Linked DNA regions of Zea mays: all the other regions are linked to region 2. The links are chromatin contacts, called in public Hi-C maps. All regions are on one chromosome and are shown on one strand. Each heading gives the region's core, a stretch centred on a gene start, on an enhancer-like site or on the middle of the called end of the contact. The rest is flanking DNA. Distances are from core to core; before and after follow the strand shown. Region 1 holds the start of LOC103653690. Region 2 holds the start of LOC103653685. Region 3 holds the start of LOC103653686 (ASC1-like protein 1). Region 4 overlaps LOC103653689 (pentatricopeptide repeat-containing protein At5g65560).

Region 1 (2,988 bases), core at 64-2,563, 790 kb before region 2:
TCCTCCAGTATTCTTGCTTTCCCTTCTATATTGTCCCTTGTCAAGCTCCCGTCGAAAGTAATTGCAAACGTCCGACGGAACGTTGCGACAACCTTGCACATTTCGTCCACGTGATGTAAGGTATTGTCTAAAACGAGTAGCACCGCCCTCCTTCCATTGTTCCTTACAATACTTGCACTTGAATACAAGATATGTTATTCCAATGCTCCTAAACTGGATCGATCCGATCCAGCATCCCTGAAAATATCAGTAATATGAGCTATTATTGCAAGCACTGTTGGTCATTATTGCAAATAGCAGTAAGTAACCGTGATAATTTATAAGATTTGAAGTGAAAAAGGGGAAATCCCCAAACCTTAACTACTACACCGGCCAGCTTATCAGCTACTGGGGGAGTAATTAATTGGCTTCAAGGAGTGGCTAATCGACGCAAACACACGATTAGCCGACTTAAACCGGCGGATGGGCTTAGCGGGAACCAACTGTGACAACTAATGGCTAGCTAGGGATACCAGATGATTGGGAGAACAGAGCGATTTACCAGTAGACGGGGGGGGGCTTACCCGTGCGGCAGAGCAGCGGACGATCTGAGTGGTTTCGTGGTCGTAGCCATCGGCTAGCTAGCACGTCGTTGTAGAACGAGCGACTCTAATGGTGGATAGGGCGCTTGCGTGGCACACACAGAGAGCAGGAGGACGAAAGGAAGTGAGTGGATGCGTTGACTAGATAAGGCTGAGTCCAACAGCTCGCCCTGCTCGCGTAAAGCGTCGCAGATACGCGTTTTAGAGGGTTGCGAAGCACTGTAGATCCATCTAGCGGATCACGAACGGATCACGAACGCGGCCATGAAAAAGGACGTTGCCTCTCTCTTCCCTACATCTGCATACCCTCTCTAATCTCCCCTTGTTTTTCGCGAGCTACTGGACGTGCTTTTCTTCTCGCAACACGCAATCGCCTCTGGCACACCCGTGTTCTCGCTCACGAGCGGCTAGCCTCATCATAATAGGGTAATATATTTGCTTATTGGACCATAGAATAGATCAGGCTAAATAGTGTTTTTTTCTTTTTTTCCCTTTTTTCTAACTTCTTTGATTTTTAGTTTGAATTCAGTTATGTGTTTTTAAATTAATTTTAATGGAAAGTCATTAAATAATCTATATTATTTATAAGAAAATTGGCATCAAAAGTTTAGAAATCTCCAAAATTTAAACTCGTAAATCAGCGATACAACGTTACCAGCCGGCCTTGATAATCGATTAACCGGTTAGCCGAATTGATCCATGATTTGGTGAACTAGCGTCCCACTCGGCAAAGGGGAGAAAAAAAGGAACTTAGAAAAAAAATAACATAAAAATAAAAGAAAAGGTAAAGTAAAGAAGAAAGGGGCAAAATGGGAAACCATCAAGTTCCACAAAATCACATCTGCTTCGACTCCACCGCCGCCTCCTTCCTTCTTTCCTCGCCGCCACCCGCGCCGTGAGAGCACCGAGCCGTCCGCGATCACGCTGCGCTCTCCTACAGGCAACGGAGCCGGAGCCGGAGCCCCAGTTGCAGCTGGCTCCGCTGAATTCGGGGCTCGCCGAATACCGCCTCCAGTCGTCTGCGTCCGGGTGCAACTGAATCCGGTACCACCCTGTGCCGCTTGGCATGACACTCCGAGAGGAGGGTTGAGGGACTCAACAGGTCCGAAAATTTAGAGACGAGTGTCGGTGATTATGAATGCATCTTTAGTCGATCGATTCCCTTGAAAAAGGAAAAGGCCTAGGTTGATTCCTTTATCAGAGTCTATACTTTACTTGCTGTCATGGGTGTTGACATTGGGTAATGAGCCTGAATGGGACCCGAAATCACTATTAACCTCAATGGGGCACCTAAATCCGCAGACCCTTGGGGAGGCTGTCTTGAAGGTTTATGAAACGTTGCTGTGACCTTTCCCATTTCTTGGACGTACGGTTGGAGAAATTGATAGATTGCCATGTTTTTAGCTTTCATGGTTCTTCTTCCACAGCGAGATGAATCTACATTCTTCCTGCGCATTCGTTAACGCCATATGATTTAGTTTCCTTCACTTCAGAATCTTATTAGGTCCTTATGGTTATTATAGTAGAAGCTATTTTTTTCCTCCACCAATATGGTTGTTGTGGTGCATTTATGCAGGTTAAGGTACCGTCTTTGTAGACTTGGCTGGAGAAATTGGTTGTTTCTATGATGAAGACTAAGACGAGTAGGAGCTTACAGAAGTCTGGGAGAGGTAATCAGGTCCAAGGAGAAGGGCCAAACTGGGTTCTTGTTGCTGGGGGTTTTTTGCTTAGCGCGCTTTCAGTCAAGATTGGGTGCAAACTAAAGCAGTGGTTCAATGGGAAGCAGCAAAATAATACTTCCAAAGGTATTATGTCATATCATGCCCCTATCTGCAGTTGCAATCTTGACTTGTCTCTGCATTATTTGTATGCTTGCTGCTTACTGTGCAAAATTGCAGCTAAAAGAAGACCTGAAGCATGCGAGCTGCACTCAGACCTCTACCGGTTCAGTGACCAAACTGGCTGTTGCTACTCTGTTTCAGGTGCTTTATCTGTAACTTTTGTTCTGTTCATATGTCACTGAATTTAGTGCTAGAATACATATCTAGCATGTTTGGGGGCTAACCTGCACTATTGGTTGTTTCTTGCTTCTTGGTGGACCTTTTAATCTGTAGGGCTTGGAATGTTTTTTAGCATGTTTTTAAAATACATACAATTTTAAAATACATGTTTTTAGACCTGTGCTATGTATTTGGCTGTGTGTTGAATGTATACAAAAAGCTCTTAGTTGCTGTCCTCTAACCTTGAATTTATTTGACGGATTTTTTATAGTTTGTTTCATTAATGTGATAGGGGGGCCTATGTAGCAAAGATATGGATATACAGATACATTTTAGTTTATATTTTTTAAAAATAATAATGAATTAATGATGATATGGTCCAACAATGGTACCCTGATGTTGATGGA
Region 2 (2,918 bases), core at 376-2,875:
AAGAAAGAAATAGCACATTCCTAACGCAGGGAAAAACATCCAGACAGGTGGAAAGAAAAAAAGAGAGTATTGTCAAGACAAATGCAACAAATCAGTGAAGGCATAGTAGCAATGGCACACCAAAAGCCTATAATAACTTAAAATCAGTGTGTCCTAATGAGTTTAGTGGTCTCAGCTTCCAGCAACCACAGCAGCACCTTCCTTTGTGTTATCAGAATCAAAACAATCTCAATACCCCTTCAGATGCTTGCGGACTCCAACAACATCAACAGATTGTGCAGTATGCCCCTGCAAACTTAGAAGCACTCAAGCACACATGCTAACACTAAGACAAAGCACATACAGCTGCCCATTTTACACATGTTAATCTGTTAGACCTTGGATACTGGTCTACTGCACAGCCATAGTCGTGGCAAATCTGTAGTGCTACTACATGAAGTGTAACTAACAATAACAAAGCACGATATTTTGTTTTTCAAACATGATCAGTCATTCCAAGCCTAATAACCTTCCTCCCACCCACGCACAAAAGAATGTATCAGTTCACTCTGGAAAAAATTGAGTTGTAACAATACCACTGCGCAAACTACAATGCACAATACCACTGCACAAACAGCAATGCATAAGTGCAAAATCCTGAGGACGAAATCCAATCCGTATACTATGAGCTCCAAACCCCAACCATTCCAACGAGAAATTTTAACTGCACCACCAACATCACGATAGCAGAGACAAGAAGCGCAGCATCCAGAAGACAAAATTCCCATCCTACGAGCTCCAAATAAGACCACAAAATCAAGAGGACGAAATCCCTATCATACAAGCTCCACATCCCAGACATCCGAATGCGAAATTTGAACGGGGCCTTCACCATCATCATCCCTAAAACAGAAACCGGCCCCACCAAACCGAGAAGACTAAATCTCTACGCTACGAGGTCCAAATCCCAGTCACACAAATTCAAAATTTGAAACGGGCCTTCACCACCATCATCCGGCGACAAGAAAACACAATCCGAAGTCCAGCCGATACAGTCAATCCCAAAACCTCACCTAAAACACAGAACCTCGCATCCTCCAGGCTCCAATCCAAACTGCTCGTATCGTACGCACACCAGCAAAATCCAAAAAAAACTAAACATTCACGAAGCACCCAGCCAAAGCGAGCGGTTCGAGCGGAGAGAGAGAGGAAGAGCCATACCCTGACTTCCATGATGGCCTTGAGCCGCAGGAGCGCGGCGACGCCGTCCTCCTTGGCGGCCTCGAGACTGGCCGCGAGGGCCACGGCTCGACGCTCCGCCGTCAGCACCCGCGCCGCCGACTCCTGCGCCATGTTGAGCATGATCCTGGCGTACGCCTTTTTCATGGCCACCACCTGCACGAAAAACCCCCGATCAGCACGAACAGCGTGCGGCGGCGGCGGGTACAGGGGGAGGAATTTCACCTGGCAGTCCGTCATTTTGGAGTGGGAAGAGATTAGGGGAGGAGGGAGTTGGTTGTTGCTGGAGCTAGGGGTTGTGGCGGTTGCAATAGAGGTGTGGCAAACGGAAAGTTGGAGAGGGAGGTGGGCGCGTCGCGGCAGCCGCTGCTGCGCTTGAGCCTTTTAGCTGGCTGCTTGCTTCCGTTGGAGTGGAAGGAAGGGGCCTGTTTCCGATTTTTAGGCGGAAGCGGTGGGAAGCCCAACTTCCCTAATGTTCCAGCCATGGCGGAGAGAACCCTTTGGTTCCGGGAAATTGTTGTTTCAGCCATGGCGGGGAGAACCTTTTGGTTACGAAGAATTGTTGTCTTGACTCAAGACCAGGGCCGACCCAGCCCAAAATTTGAATAGGGGTCTAATACCTAAGTGAAGACCTAAATAGAAACATAATAACTACTAAATTTTTGTAGGTACGTTAAATAAGATAAAATGTCTACTGAAACTAGAGAATTGAGTGGGGGCATGTGCCCCACTAAGCCTAACGTGGTTCGACCCTACTCAAAACTATCTGTTCGTAAGTTTATATAGTAAACCAGACATAGAAATAATAAAATAAACTTTTATTGTTCACTCTCTGTACACAAGAGAAGACAAAGTTCAAGAAAAAAATGTACTCGTCACGTCCCACAATGCGGCCAATGAGGGTCTAGGTCTATTTGGAAGTAAAGTATTTTTTATAATTTCTAGGTAATAGTATAGTTTGTACTTTGTAGTAATATCATAATATCTCTACTACTCTATAATACTATAATATAGACCATCCATGCACCCTCTGTCTTCCCACGACGTATAGGACTCACATGTCAGTGTCTCCCTTCTTCTTTGTGCGCGCAGCGCTTTGCTCTCCCCTTCCACGCCCTCTACCCTCTACCCCTTAGCCTGAACCATGGTCCTCGCCGCAATCCCCTACCCCCTCTCCCGACCACCTCCATGATCCCCCAACCGAGAATCCCGCTTAGGATGTCATAAAGTCGTCGCAGTGTCGTATCGCCCTGTGATGCCCCCACACCCCCCAGTTCTCCATCGTGTTACTCCCCCGCCACGCGACTCGCCACCCCATGCCTCCACGCGAGACACCTCGGTGGCTAGCACAAGCTGTCCTTCTTCTTCGACTCCGGTGACGCGCGTCGGCCTCCGCCACCCCGTCCCCAAGCTCATCTTCCTGAAGGGTACGCTGGCACATATCCTCGCTCAGCTCAAGGAGAAGCCCGCTGCCTCCGCCCCGACGGGCGCATGCACGTCGTGGCCCTAGCAGAGTCGTTGGCGTTGCAGATCCCGCAAGAGTAGGAGACGCTCGCCTTCCTCCACGCCCGTTCGAATCGGATAGCATCGTGGATCTGTTCATCGGGCGGTGCCTCAGTGGCGGTGGTGGAGGAGGCGATGGTCCCGTTCGTGGAGTAGGTCTGCGATCGCATTCGAAGTCCATGGAAGAGGAGGGGTGC
Region 3 (2,709 bases), core at 66-2,565, 570 kb before region 2:
AATCATGAAGGTGAAGTGAACTGTTCTCACGCTCCACACCTGGAACATGCGTGATATCGTAATCAACAGGTATTGTAGCATTTAAATGGATTTATACTTTATTTTCGTAGCTAAAAATCCTCAACCAACTGATTAAAAAAACAGGAATCTCTTACTCCAGAAACTGTTGTCCAACAGAAGACCTTCTAAACAGGTCAGCCAACTAAAAGAGCAACCAACTGTACTTAAGTTTACCATACTAAAAGAGCAACTAATCCTAGAAATAGTATGCCAATTGGATGTAAATAATGCGACTCTCTTTTAACAAGTCAGTACGAACAGCTGCCAACATAGTGATGTACGAACCAACAAGTTCTTCAAGGGACCTGCTCGATGCAGCAAACCAACCAACCAGGCTACTCCCTCCATATCAAGAACCAACGTTAAAAGAACAAGCATCCCATGGACTCCCGTTACCTTCTATGCGCAAGCTGCATAGCATCAGCATTGGACTAATCCTGGATTCCGGGACCACCATTTCTCGTTGAGAAACATGGTGCCCATACGGTAAGCATATTTCAGTGAACATAGGTCGAGGAGAGGGAAATTTTGCTATGAGAGGAAAAGGAAAAGAAAAGATGTAATTTTAGATCTTGAGTAGAAGCAAATCATTTAAGCTTGATTGCTTAAAAAGGAAAAAAAAACAATGAACCAAATTAACCCAATGCACGCAACGGTTAGATGATGAGATCACTAAAAATAGCGCCTCCTTGCACACAAGACAAGCAGGTTAGCCGAGGCAATTGTACAAGCTGCGATTAGAGCCCGGGGACCCAGCAAAAAGTTGAGGCGAGTTTCTCGGCAGCAGGCTACGCGCTCGCGTCCAGCGCAGAGCCGAAGACCTTGAAACAACGGAAGAAAGAAAGAAAGACGGCGAGTGCAGGCGCACCTCGAAGACGAAGCGGTCGAGGAGGTAGCGGACGGTGGGGAAGAAAAGGACGAAGACGGGGAGCGCGAGGAAGTCGTCGTACGCCGGGTAGGCCTCTCGCTCCCAGTCCACGGCCGCCAGGAGCCGCCCCGCCGCCTCCCCGAGCCCCATCCCCGCTCCCACGGCCCCGGCCGAATCGAAGGTAATTTCTGGATGGAGTCCAGTGGCGGCGGCGGCCAGAAAGGTCGACGGGATTGGACCCGATTCGGCAGCTCTGGGCAGGATTCCCGCTGTGTGGCAACGCAGCGCTTGCCTCTGAAAGCGAATTTACCCTTTTCCCTGTTCGTTTGCCACCGGTTCTTCTCCCTGTGTTCTGTTTTACTCGCGCCCATCTACTGTACGATTAGTTTGAGAAATTTGCTATTTTGCCATTTGGCGATTACTTTGGGCCTGAGCCTCCCTGCGACCCTGCCGCTGCCGGAAAACCTGTACGGATAATTCTAAAAACTTGGGGATTTTCGCTAAGGCCTCGTTTAGTTAGACCGTTAGATGGACTAAACATTAATCCCTGTTTTTATATCATTTAAAGCTAGTTTAACAACTTTATTTTTTAAGGAATTCCTATTTTCCTAAAAAAATAAACTAATTTCTCTTGGGAAATTAATATCTCTTGAGAAAATAGAGTTACCAAACAGTCATCAGTATCTTCTTTTGTTAAATGGAAGGACTAAAATTAAGACTAAGGGCCCGTTAGGTTTCTTTAGTCCAGGACTAAAGTTTAAGTAGGAGACTAAAGTTTAGTCTATGTTTGGTTCTATGGACTAAAAATATTAAAAAACATTAAATGAATCATAAGAGGACCAAAATACCTCCTAGTATTCCTCCACCATCAGTGCAACTGAAATAAAGGAGGGACAAAAGGTGGAATTAATATAGTTTATTTCTTTTTAGACTGTCTCCAGCAGCGTCCCCTAAATTTCGTCCCCTAAAGGAATATTCTCTGTACTTTACAGGACACTCTAAAAGATTCTGTCCTCTATATCTTCTGTGTCTCCAGCAACGTCCCCTAAATTCGTTCCCCTAAAGCTACAGTGTTAACAGAATTCGTTTTTCCTTTTCTTTTTCTGTTTTCTTTGTTTTGTACCCATTTAATGGTACTCAAAGGATGCTAAAAAATTTGTAATCAATAATATTACAAATAATAATCTAAAAACTATGGTTCATTAATAATTTCGAAATGTACAAAATAAATAACATTGCATTTTATGTTGTGTGTAATTATTGTGGAAAAACGTGACACAATATTTGAATCGTATGAAAAAATGTTTACGAATTCACATGCTTCCACCGTAAGCCACGACACTTCTTCAACAAGCCATTGTCTAGCTTCGGCTGCACGACAAGAGCATGGCTTCTCTCCCAAGCCTATCCCTTCTATAAATAATCACTACTTCAACACTTCACTCACACTTCGCATACACTCATCCACAACAATGAAGCGGTTCGTAGATTCCAATATTTTTCTTAGGATGGCACAAGACATGGAAGATGAAGACCATGAGCTCGAGGTTGCGACGTACCAACATCGTAGGCGTCATGCACTTAACGAGTGTCGGTACGCTGGTTCCATTCCCGGTCGTGTTCGAATCCATCGTGACCATATCAGTGGTGATGCAAGAATCCGAGCCGACTACTTTTGCGCCCAACCGGTTTACACGGATGCACAATTTCGGAGGAGGTATGTTTATTCATACGCACATGTATTAACGCCCATAGTACGTACTTGACAATTGTACTAAAAA
Region 4 (2,717 bases), core at 1-2,500, 890 kb before region 2:
AGCTGAGCATGTCACGATGATTATTGAGAACATTATTAGGTAAAGAAAGTGATTAAGGGCGCAACTTGCCTTTTTGGTGCAACTCCAGTTACTTCTCCAATGTTGGTCTTCAAATTCCCGTCACCTCGTTTCTATACGTAGCAATACATATAGATAGACAACGAGTACATAAAAATAACATTACACCAAACATGAAAATAATACGGTCATGCTTTGAAAGTTCTTGATTTGATGAACATCAAGACACTACCACCACAATATATATTGAAGCGATGGACATGAGAAGCATACTATGGAGATGTATAGGATAACCATGGAAGAAGCGTAATTGAAAATCCGAAGTTGGATGCTATGCATCGTAAAAATTATCTCACTCAAAAAATTCTCAGTTTCATAGGGCAAGTAGCAAGTTCATTGGAATGGTGTTTGTTGATAGATAACAAACTTGACATCCTCATTAAGGATGTTTTGGAGCAATTCGATGCTTCTGGATGTAGGTCCTTGTGCAGCTCCTGTGGATGTTCAGGTACCAGATGATGACCAACTGAGGAATGAACGCCTAAAGAAGAAAAAAAAAGTTCAAACAAGAAGTTCACTCAGGCCAAGAACATGGCTAGACAAGGAAAAAAGGAAGGAGCAGAGCACAAAAAAAACAAAGGTATATTGTCATTTCCTATGCTATAGTTTTGTCACAACTTCAGCAGAGGTTAATCAGTTTGATGCTTTCTTTGGATAAAGTTGCAAGAGAGCCATGGCTCGCAAGCACAGGTAGCAGAAGACAGCACTTTCGAGCACAACATGCGGGACTTCCAACAGTATGAGATTACAAATAGCTTCACTCAACTGTTGCAGGTATCAAATTTCAGCAAATACTGGCGTTGAAGAGCAATTTTAGAGGATGTGTTGCAGTGCATATCTTTCGTTCAGAAACTTGGAATCGTTGTTGGGCCAACTGAGCCTTGTTGTGCTGTTTTAACTTGCTGTCCAGGAGACCGACTGCTCGCCTACCAGTCGAGGGGCCGACTGCCGATGGTCCCAACAACTGCATTCAGCAACAGCAATGGTCCAAAACAGGACTACAGGAGTACCCTGTACCCGTAGCAGATTGGCAGTAGTGTCTGCGGGCTGCGGCCCCTCCTCCACACGTGACGTGACACGTTGGTGGGGTCACCGTCCGGAACGTGCCAAACAGCTACAGGCATCAGGGCTCGGTCGCGGTCGGCGTCGGCCCGACGGCCCCAAGCAGAACAAACAAGGGTCGCCTACTGCCGAGGCGTGCCCTCGTATATGGCCTGTCGCCTTCTACTGGTCCTCGTCTGGACTCCCACTGCTGCGGAGGCAAATGTATCAGATGAAGTGAATGCATCATCATGGACCTGTGTGGTCCCCGCCGGCCGTGTGAGGCCAGGGCCCAGGCCGACTGGCCGTGGTGGTTATTGAGGACGTGCAAATTGAGGCCTGATTGCACGCCATGATGTGTCACACCCGGGTTCCGTGGGTAGTAACGCGAAAATAAATCATCAAGTATGTTGCGATCAAGTCTCACACATATATTGACTCATTATATAGAAACGAATGTCATATCATTTATATATAACAGAGTGTTGTATAAAATAGTTAACTAATTACATCATATGAAGACAACGATCCAGCAACCACAGTTGACTGGGAGACGATAGCCTAGACATCTCACGAGCTCATTGCAGCATTCTCCTTGCGTCTCATCTTGGGTATCTGTTCTTGACCTTGGGGATGTGAGTACAACAAGGGTGAGTTCACATATGTTCATCGCTCAACAAGTTGTAGGGAATAATGTGCATGAACTCACCAAAGGTGTGAGCTCATGTGAAGTGTAACGCTTACCAAAGAGGATGATTAAAGCTGAGCATTGCTTTTAAAGTTGGTCAAAATTTTATTAGCAGTTACTAAATATAAGTAGTTATCAACCTAATTAAATAAGAGATCAAGATTAATCAACACCCACAATGCAATGCAAATTACAAATTGAGTTTAATTACATAAGTTAATCATGGGAGTGTCCGAGCTGCTCATGACCGTGAGCACGACTGATATACCTGTTTTACACTCTGCAGAGGTTGCACATCTTTACTCACAAGTCGTGTTATCCATTTGCCATGGGGTTGATCAAACCTCATACACCTCTACCAAGGAAGTGAGGCAGGGTACCACTACGAGGCCTTTATAAAGTCCACTAGCTTCAAAAAACCCGCTACAGTTTCTAGGGAGCGCAGCATAGGAATCCTCCGTCTGAAAAGCCATCGCAGCAAAATCAGCTCGAGAACCTCACTATACCGACCACTCCCCTACTGCCTTTGCCCCTTTCGGGTAGGGTAGTCCTCCACTAGCTTTCTAATTAGTCAGCCAAGGGCGTGCTATACCACCCTTGTGGTAGCACTATTTTCCCGGGTGGTCGCTCCATGTTCTAATTAACATAATGATCTTGTCATGAACAGTAAATAGCACATTTGTAATAAAAGCATGATCATAAATAACTGATATTCTATCACAGTGGCCGCATCTAAAATCAACGCTCGAGATTAAAGGATCCCGCAATCTGATCTCGGCCAACAGATCCAAGATCAACGGCTACAATTTTCGATCACGATGGGGTATTTGAAATTCAATCATGAGCGTTCATCACTGGATCGACGGCCAGAGCCGTTTCTCCCTTGCACGATCCTGTTCACGCAGGTACT

What was found. Hi-C and Micro-C count contacts between places; a contact is called where the count stands out from the background.
Region 1: a Hi-C map of bundle sheath shows a contact between it and region 2, with 3 times the contacts expected there. The contact joins the promoter of LOC103653690 here to the promoter of LOC103653685 in region 2. A contact is called at or near these places in 4 of 25 Hi-C or Micro-C datasets (bundle sheath, ear, leaf and 1 more).
Region 3: a Hi-C map of leaf shows a contact between it and region 2, with 10 times the contacts expected there. The contact joins the promoter of LOC103653686 here to the promoter of LOC103653685 in region 2. A contact is called at or near these places in 9 of 25 Hi-C or Micro-C datasets (bundle sheath, ear, leaf and 4 more).
Region 4: a contact with region 2 is called in a Hi-C map of tassel, with 4 times the contacts expected there. The contact joins the enhancer-like site here to the promoter of LOC103653685 in region 2. A contact is called at or near these places in 2 of 25 Hi-C or Micro-C datasets (ear and tassel).

What each region holds. Positions count from the first base shown.
Region 1 is chr4:132,349,787-132,352,774 of Zm-B73-REFERENCE-NAM-5.0, reverse strand. LOC103653690 reads left to right here and starts at 1,313. Exons shown (of 4, transcript XM_020552603.3): 1 at 1,313-1,625; 2 at 2,158-2,386; 3 at 2,480-2,563. The coding sequence starts at 2,206.
Region 2 is chr4:131,563,730-131,566,647 of Zm-B73-REFERENCE-NAM-5.0, reverse strand. It overlaps LOC103653685, which reads right to left and starts at 1,625. Exons shown (of 5, transcript XM_008680510.4): 1 at 1,444-1,625; 2 at 1,201-1,374. The coding sequence starts at 1,458.
Region 3 is chr4:132,138,204-132,140,912 of Zm-B73-REFERENCE-NAM-5.0, reverse strand. It overlaps LOC103653686 (ASC1-like protein 1), which reads right to left and starts at 1,315. Exons shown (of 7, transcript XR_565642.3): 1 at 929-1,315.
Region 4 is chr4:132,456,239-132,458,955 of Zm-B73-REFERENCE-NAM-5.0, reverse strand. It overlaps LOC103653689 (pentatricopeptide repeat-containing protein At5g65560), which reads left to right. Exons shown (of 6, transcript XM_008680517.2): 4 at 1-658; 5 at 739-852; 6 at 989-1,609. Among protein-coding and RNA genes, the nearest start is that of LOC103653689, 28 kb to the left of the region's middle. Within about 2 kb of position 1,250, at least 17 of the 20 cell types and tissues checked have an H3K27ac peak or open chromatin away from gene starts, as enhancers often do. A contact at or near this core is called in ear and tassel, where this site is marked.